2 separate regions of the Mus musculus genome follow, and region 1 is linked to region 2. The links are chromatin contacts, called in public ChIA-PET maps. All regions are on one chromosome and are shown on one strand. Each heading gives the region's core, a stretch centred on a gene start, on an enhancer-like site or on the middle of the called end of the contact. The rest is flanking DNA. Distances are from core to core; before and after follow the strand shown.

Evidence for each region. ChIA-PET counts read pairs in DNA pulled down with a chosen protein or histone mark.
Region 1: a contact with region 2 is called in an RNA polymerase II ChIA-PET map of effector CD8 T cells, with 9 read pairs. The contact joins two enhancer-like sites. A contact is called at or near these places in 1 of 39 promoter capture datasets (cranial neural crest), 2 of 484 Hi-C or Micro-C datasets (LSK cells and bone marrow-derived macrophages), 2 of 115 datasets of contacts at active chromatin or transcription factors (effector CD8 T cells and trophoblast stem cells) and 3 of 9 other capture datasets (adipose tissue, embryonic stem cells and liver).

Annotation. Positions count from the first base shown.
Region 1 is chr19:46,885,811-46,889,624 of GRCm38.p6, reverse strand. It overlaps Nt5c2 (5'-nucleotidase, cytosolic II), which reads left to right. Exons shown (of 18, transcript NM_029810.5): 18 at 574-3,814. The coding sequence ends at 807. Among named protein-coding and RNA genes, the nearest start is that of Nt5c2, 75 kb to the left of the region's middle. Within about 2 kb of position 1,309, at least 87 of the 459 cell types and tissues checked have an H3K27ac peak or open chromatin away from gene starts, as enhancers often do. A contact at or near this core is called in effector CD8 T cells, where this site is marked.
Region 2 is chr19:46,726,676-46,730,192 of GRCm38.p6, reverse strand. The region is part of intron 10 of As3mt (arsenite methyltransferase); the gene reads right to left. Among named protein-coding and RNA genes, the nearest start is that of As3mt, 21 kb to the right of the region's middle. Within about 2 kb of position 2,167, at least 45 of the 459 cell types and tissues checked have an H3K27ac peak or open chromatin away from gene starts, as enhancers often do. A contact at or near this core is called in effector CD8 T cells, where this site is marked.

The DNA of each region.
Region 1 (3,814 bases), core at 60-2,559, 160 kb before region 2:
ATGGGATTGGATATCCTCTTCTGGTGTGTCTGAAGACAGCGACAGTGTACTCACATACATAAAATAAATAAATAAATCTTAAAAAAAAATGCGGGGTGTATTGGTGCATACCTTTAATCCTAGTGCCTGGGAGGTACTGATCTCTGATTTAGGGTTACATTGAGAGGTGCCCTACCCCACCCCCCAAAAAAGACTTGTTAGTGCTAATTGAAATAATTTTTTTTGGTTTTTCGAGACAGGGTTTCTCTGTGTAGCCCTGGCTTCCTGGAACTCATTTTGTAGACCAGGCTGGCCTCAAACTCAGAAATCCGCCTGCCTCTGCCTCCCGAGTGCTGGGATTAAAGGCGTGCGCCACCACACCTGGCAATATAACTGTTTTTATATGTATGTCCTGATACTGCTGTTGCAGGGCAGGGCTGGCTAAGGAAGTATAAAAGCATCCGTAAGGTTTCTTACGGATTTCCATGCTGTAGGGAGGGAGCGGAGCTTAGGCACTCCTGCTTGGGAAGCGGAGTGGTTAGCACAGTACTCACTTTCGCTCTGCCTACAGCCTGAGTGTTTGCTTTGCTCTAGATGCCGCACGAGTCAACGGTGGAACACACGCATGTGGATATCAATGAGATGGAGTCCCCTCTCGCCACCCGGAACCGCACGTCAGTGGATTTCAAAGACACTGACTATAAGCGACACCAGCTTACAAGGTCCATTAGTGAGATCAAGCCCCCCAACCTCTTCCCGCTGGCCCCCCAGGAGATCACACACTGCCATGATGAAGATGATGATGAAGAGGAAGAAGAGGAAGAATAGGAAGGCAGACTAGAAACCGGAGCACCCATCAAGTCTGTCAGACTCACGGGGTGAGGGGTGGCCTGTTTGGATTCTGTTAGGGAGGGTGGGAGGACTCCATCAGAAGTCCTGGAAAGTTTGGAAAGTTTCTCAAGGCTTTAAATAATTCTAATCATAGCTACTTCAGTTTTGTGTATCTGTTCTCTGCAGATGGTTTGAAACTGTATAGGAAGAACAGGTAAAGGCAGGTGGAGTGCACACAGATCGCACCACATGGCTTGTAATGATTTTCTGTGTCTGTCATCGTCAGCGTGTCATCTGGATGTACGAAGGTAGTAAAAAAGGGTTTCAGAACAGAGCCACGGGACTGGTAGGAAGAGGAGATCCACAAATGCTGTATACAGGCTGTACCGCTGCTTCAAACCCCACTTGTCCAGTGCTTCACAGTGTTGCTAATCAGTGGAGAAATACATGCTTTCATTATCAAGTGTAGTCAGCCGTCTGTTGAGGTCAGGTTTCCTTCCGTTAGCTTTTGGGTTTCCTCGGTGGCTCTGGCAAGGCTGCTGCTGTGTCATTCGGTGCCTTTGTGAGTTTCCTTGCTGTAGGTGATTCTTGACTGTGGGGATTGGAATTTGAGGCAGAAGTTACCATCCCTACTACATTTTTTAAAGTTGGTAGCACAAATGCTTTTTATTCTATGAAAACAATCCTTTTGGGGAATGTACCTGAAGAGTACAGAGGAGCAAGTTCCCAGAGCAGCAGCCACGGCATCGTGGCCTGCAGGTGCACCCTCCTCCTCGCCACAGTCAGTCAGTTCCCGTGACAGGAAACGACCTTGTGTTCTGAGGAGAGCGTGAAGGCTGTGCCTGCCCTGCCAGTGCAGGGAGCTGTCCCGCACTTGAGCAGTGTCAGAGATTCTTGCTTTAACTTTGATTTGCTTTCTCCCATTCTTGGCCCTGGTCACTAGGGTCCTGGCTATTCTAGAACTCAGTAAAATGTATGTCTAATGCTAACATTGGCCCTTGTGTAGTACAACTATTAGCCGTCACAGCTATTGCTCTTCAAATGGCTTTAGGGTTGGTGTTCTTTTTAAGGGAAATACATTTTCAAAATTGCTCACCATATCTGTATCACTTTTAGTTAAAAACATGCTTATATGTACAGTGTTTCATGGGTATAAGGATTTTTTTTCACTGAGGTTTTAGGCATTTTTTAAAAAGACAAATTTTCTCTATGTAGCCCTGGCTGTCCTGGGACATGTTCAGTATGTAGAGCAGACTGGCCTTGAACTCAAAGAGGTGTGCCTGTCTCTGCCTCCCGGGTGCTGGGATTAAAGGCGTGCAGCACCTTGCCTGGCTTGTTTTAAAGTAATCATTGAAGGTATGGAGCACAGCCACTGAGCCAAGGCTGCAGCTGCCAGCACTCACTGACTTTACAGTAAGTCATTTCAAGTAACGTGCATTCGGACTGAAATTTCTGGAACATGTACGTGGCCTATTAGTTGTCATCTCTGTTTTTAAAATTTAGAGACTACCGTATTCACCCTAGTTACTATTCTCATTTAAATTGTCATTGAGGACATTGCCTAGTTTGACAGTGTTAAGCCTTCTCAAGCCCAGATCACCTCTGCGTGGCATGTGACAACTGCAGAGTCACCTTGCATTAGTTCATTCCTTAGAGCAGAGGTGGATATCACTCAGTTTGCTTTCTATGTTTTACTGTGTTGTGTGGATACAACAGTTTGTTACTGGCCAGATGACACTGTCAGCCAGGTGACTCACCAGGAGAGCTAGCGAGCGAGCAAGCACTTCAAGTGGCTGTGAAAAGCACGCAGTTGCAAGAACTCCACGTTAAGTCACCAGAAGGAGCTGCTAAGGAGCTTTGTGAGAGACCAGCTGGTGATTTCCCACACGTTCCCAGATGTGCTGGGAGGTCTGTCTGGGGCAGGTGACTGGACATTTCAGAATGGAAAACAGGGATTGTCTGTCATCAGTAAACTTCTCCACCGTTTTCCTAAGTCTGAATAATTTAGAGGACAGAAATGGCAGCCCGCCCTTCCGTCACTCTTCAGAACCTTTCCTAGGAGTTCTGAAAACACTCAGTTTTCAGGCTTTGTAGAGCATCAGAATTTAGGAATCCTTTCTTCATGCTAGACTGAGCTCCCAAGACTGGAGTGTGTGACACTAGGGAGTCCGGTGTTCCCAGTCCTACTGGGTCTCACGGCCACAGAGGTGCGCCAGGAGAACAAACACCCAAGTGTCTCAGAAACATCTGGGGCAGAGAAAATTCAATGTTTATTTTATACCCAAGATTCTCCTTTACCATAAGCATAGATCTGCAGAGATCCATGGAGTAAGCTATGCGCCCTTCAAGTTGCTCTTTAAATTTTGTTTAAAGTAGAAATAGAATAACTAAATGAGCTACAAATCTGTAAGTCACATTCTATGGGCAGTTACAGGTCAGATTTAAAAGTAGCTTGCCCATGTTTAGATATTTATAAATCAGACTTGTTTGTTTAACAACTTTAAAGTCCTGCAAGTTTTCCAGGGCTTCTGGGGCACTTTTAAATCCTCTGCTTATTCACCACAAATAGCCTGAGATAAACAACTGCATATTTAAGACTGTATTAGGACAGGAACTTCGCTCACATTCCATGTTATGGAAACTATTTAAGCTCTTTCTGACGGTGGGAAAGTGGTTACTAAGATCCATCTATTGCTGTGCTGCCAGCCGCCTTCTTCCCCATGTGGTTTGAGAGTTAGGCCCTCAATCCTTAGTTTCTCATGGCATTCTTTCTTGGTGACTAGAATTAGCTTCTCTTGCAGTTTTTCCTCAGAGGGAATGATTTCTAATCATACACTTGGGATGCCCAAGTCTGGAGTCCTTACCAAAGATGAAACAAAAGCATGCACTATAGTAAGATGCATAGAGGATCTACATGCATGTGACGTCAAAAAGCAGAGCCTGATTGCAGCCCACATTGCCTGCCACACTAACAGGGAACCAGCACCTAAGCTCCCCACTGCTG
Region 2 (3,517 bases), core at 918-3,417:
TCTCAAACAGGTCTCGAATAAATTTGACTCTCTTAAAGTCTGTGAGGGGGAAATTCTACAAGGCTTACCAGTCTATCCATGTATGCCCACTGTATAAACTACAATTAGGTACAAACAACAAAAAAGTGAAAACTTTTAGAAAAAGATCGTTTCTGAGACCAGGGTAAAGGGCACCTGGGAGAACAATTATAAAATCCTGAAAAGAAGGCTGGGTGGCAGTGGCTCGTGCCTTTAGTCCCGCACTCAGGAGGCAGAGGCAGGCAGATTTGAGGGCAGCCTGGTCTATAAAACAAGTTTCAGATCAGCCAGGCCTATACATAGAAACCCTGTCCCGAAAAAAGAAACAAAAAACAAAAAGAAAAATCCTGAAAAGGGTGAGTGAGCTAATGCCTACAAATTGTTCTTTGACCTCAACCTGTACACATAAAATAAATACAGATGAAATAAAATACCGTTGCCTAAAAAAATTAGAATATGATACAAGGTAGCATTTCACACTGCTGGAGAAATGATGGCTATTTATTAAATGAAATAAAAACTGTGACTAGTTGATATTTGGAATGAAATGTTGCAGACTCTGTAGTATAAAAAAACGGGACTCCTAAGCTGCTTCTATCAGAAAATGGTTCCTCGTGCCCTTGGACTTCTACAGAATCATATCCCAAATACCAGAGTCCCCAAACATTTTGTGGCTGGGGCTTTTATACAGTTCTAGCTTGTCTCCCCTATATGGCTACACACACTTTTTATTGGCTGCTTTAAATTACTGTGCAGTGGGCTAGACTGAGAAGGGAGGAAGCAGGAGGCTGCCGGAGAGATGCGGTCAGTCTGCACACCATGGGATAGGAGCTACTGAGCAACCATGTGTGTACATGTATGGACATGGACCAGACCACATGGCTGCTTCTTGGGCTTCTTTTCTGTTAGCCCTTGGAGGCTCCCTCCTCCCCCTAACCATCTGAAGCCAGCAGTGGTGGTCTATGTCTGTAATCCTGAATGTGGGAGGTAGAGACAGGATGGATGATCAGTTTATTCCAATCTGGGCAACGTAAACTCTGTCTCAAAAGAAAAAAAAAAAGGGTGTGTGTCACACATCTACAGGGGTGTGTGTCACACATCTACAGGGGTGTGTGTCACACATCTTCAGGGGTGTGTGTCACACATCTTCAGGGGTGTGTGTCACACATCTACAGTGGTAGACGGAAAGAGATGCAGATCAAAACCCTACAACTTCCCCATCGAGGCTCATGTAGGGTGGGTGGCTCACAACCATCTGTGACTCTATTCCAGAGGACCAGATGCCTTCCTCTGACCTCCGCAGGCACCAGGCACATATGTGGCATACATACATCCATACAGGCAAAACACTCATATGCATAGAATAAAATTAAAAACAAGCTAATGATAAAAAAAAACCTAATAAAACAGACCTAACTAAATCATCTCTGAGGTGATGAAGTGGAGGCTGGTTTCTTCAGTTTCTATCTTTCTGGCATCCTGGCTCCTGAACCTTCTAGCCTCAGAGAAGTCCTCCTAGTTTTCCTTTATTGGAAATCGTTCTTAGCACACTGCCTGCTGGTGCACAGGGTGTGCACTGGTGTGCACAGCTTTACTCTGGAACACCCCCATATGGAGGAGAAGTCGTGCTCACTGCTGGCTGCACAGCAGCAGGAAGCTATTGCTCATCAGGACAGATTTACAGGAGTCATCACTCACAGGAGTGACAGATGACAACGCTGTCGTCTGTCATAATCTACATTCCGAGGGCACATTTTTACCTCGTATAATGAAAGCAAGCCTTCATGGACATGTTCTTGCTAGCTTAGCATCTCCACAGCGTTACTGGCTTGTTTGTTCAAGTTACCTCCCTTGGCCAGATGGCCCTGGAGGAGATCAGGATGATAAAGGGAGTCACTGGCTAGACTTGGTCCAGATGTTCAGAGAACAAGGGAAGAGGGTAAGAGATAAGGACAGCGGCAGTGACATCATAGATCCCAGGGACAAGGCTGGCCACCTGACAAGAGGGCAAGAATGCACTGGGAACTGATGGCCTTTGTCCCCCCCCACCACCCCACCCCCCGATCTGCTAAAGCCTGAAGGCTGTAGATAAGGGAAGGCGGGTTTTAGAGGATTGGTCCACCGCCATCTCGGATCACCTGCTTCCTGTGTAAGCACAGCTTAGAGATTCCATTCTGTCCCTGCTCTTGGCATGTGTGGTGACCGGCAACAGGACTACTGTGTTCTGGTGACACTACTAGGGATACAAAGTAGCGCACCTACTGTGGATGACAGGGTGGTCCATTACAAGCTAGCGACATGACCGAAAATGATGCCCTATGCCTTTTAATCCCAGGACAGGACACTTGGATCTCTGTGAGTTCAAGGCCAACCTGGTCTATATACTGAGTTCCAGGCTGGCCAGGGCTATGCAGTGAGACCCTTGTCTCAAAAGCAAATAACGCCAAAAGCCACCAAAAGTTAGAAATACAAAAAGAAAAAAAAATCCATTGTTCAGTACAGATGCAAAATCTTTGAAAGCAGAAAGCCACACAAGTATTTACATATCCGTGTTCCTAATAGCACTGTTAATAATCTACTGCAGGACAGCAGTCATCAAATGAAGGACAGATGAACCAAGGTATTCCATCTCTGCTCCCAGAGGAGTGAGACAGTGGAGCATGCTCAGTGAAGAAGCGCTGGAAACACGGGTGAAAGGTCAGACACAAAAGGTCAAGTACACGTGGATCCACTCATGAGAAATGTCCAAAAAAGACAGAACCCTGGAGTCAAAATCACCAGACACTGCTAAGAGCCAGTCAGGAGAATTGGGGAAAGAGCTGCTTAGTGGGTAGGAGGGGTCAGTCTCCATGGCAACCTGAGGAGTCAATTATCAACCCTCTGTTCCCATCTGCTGTCCCCTGGCCTTACCTACTCCTCCCCCGAGAGAAAAAAAGACTACATATCAAAAAAAAGGTCTGGCCTGTCTTAGGGTAGAGCCTGGACAGTGAGAGACCCACAGTCTGTGAGAGCTGCCCAGTGTAAAGGCGACTCGGAGCTTAGGCAGGAACGGAGAGAATAAATCAGCTCCAGCCCTGGTCTTTTATGCTAAAATTAGTTGTTGCTTTGTTTTGCTTGTTTTAAAGCTTTATTTCTTCTTATTTTATGTGTCTGGGTGTTTTGCCTCAGACACGAAGGCCAGAATACATCCTCAGCGCCCCAGAAACTGGATTAATAGAGTTGGTACTTGCCATGTGGGTTCTGAGAACTGAGCTCGTAAGTCCTCTGGAAGAGCAAACTGAACACCTGAGCTATCTCTCCATCCCAAGAGTCAACATTTCTTTTTTTTTTTTAATTATGTATTTATTTTGTGTATATGAGTACACTGTAGCTGTCTTCAGATGCACCAGAAGAGGGCATCGGATCCCATGACAGATGGTTGTGAGCCACTATGTGGTTGCTGGGAATGGAACTCAGGACCTCTGGAAGAGCAGCCAGTGCTCTTAACCACTGAGCCATC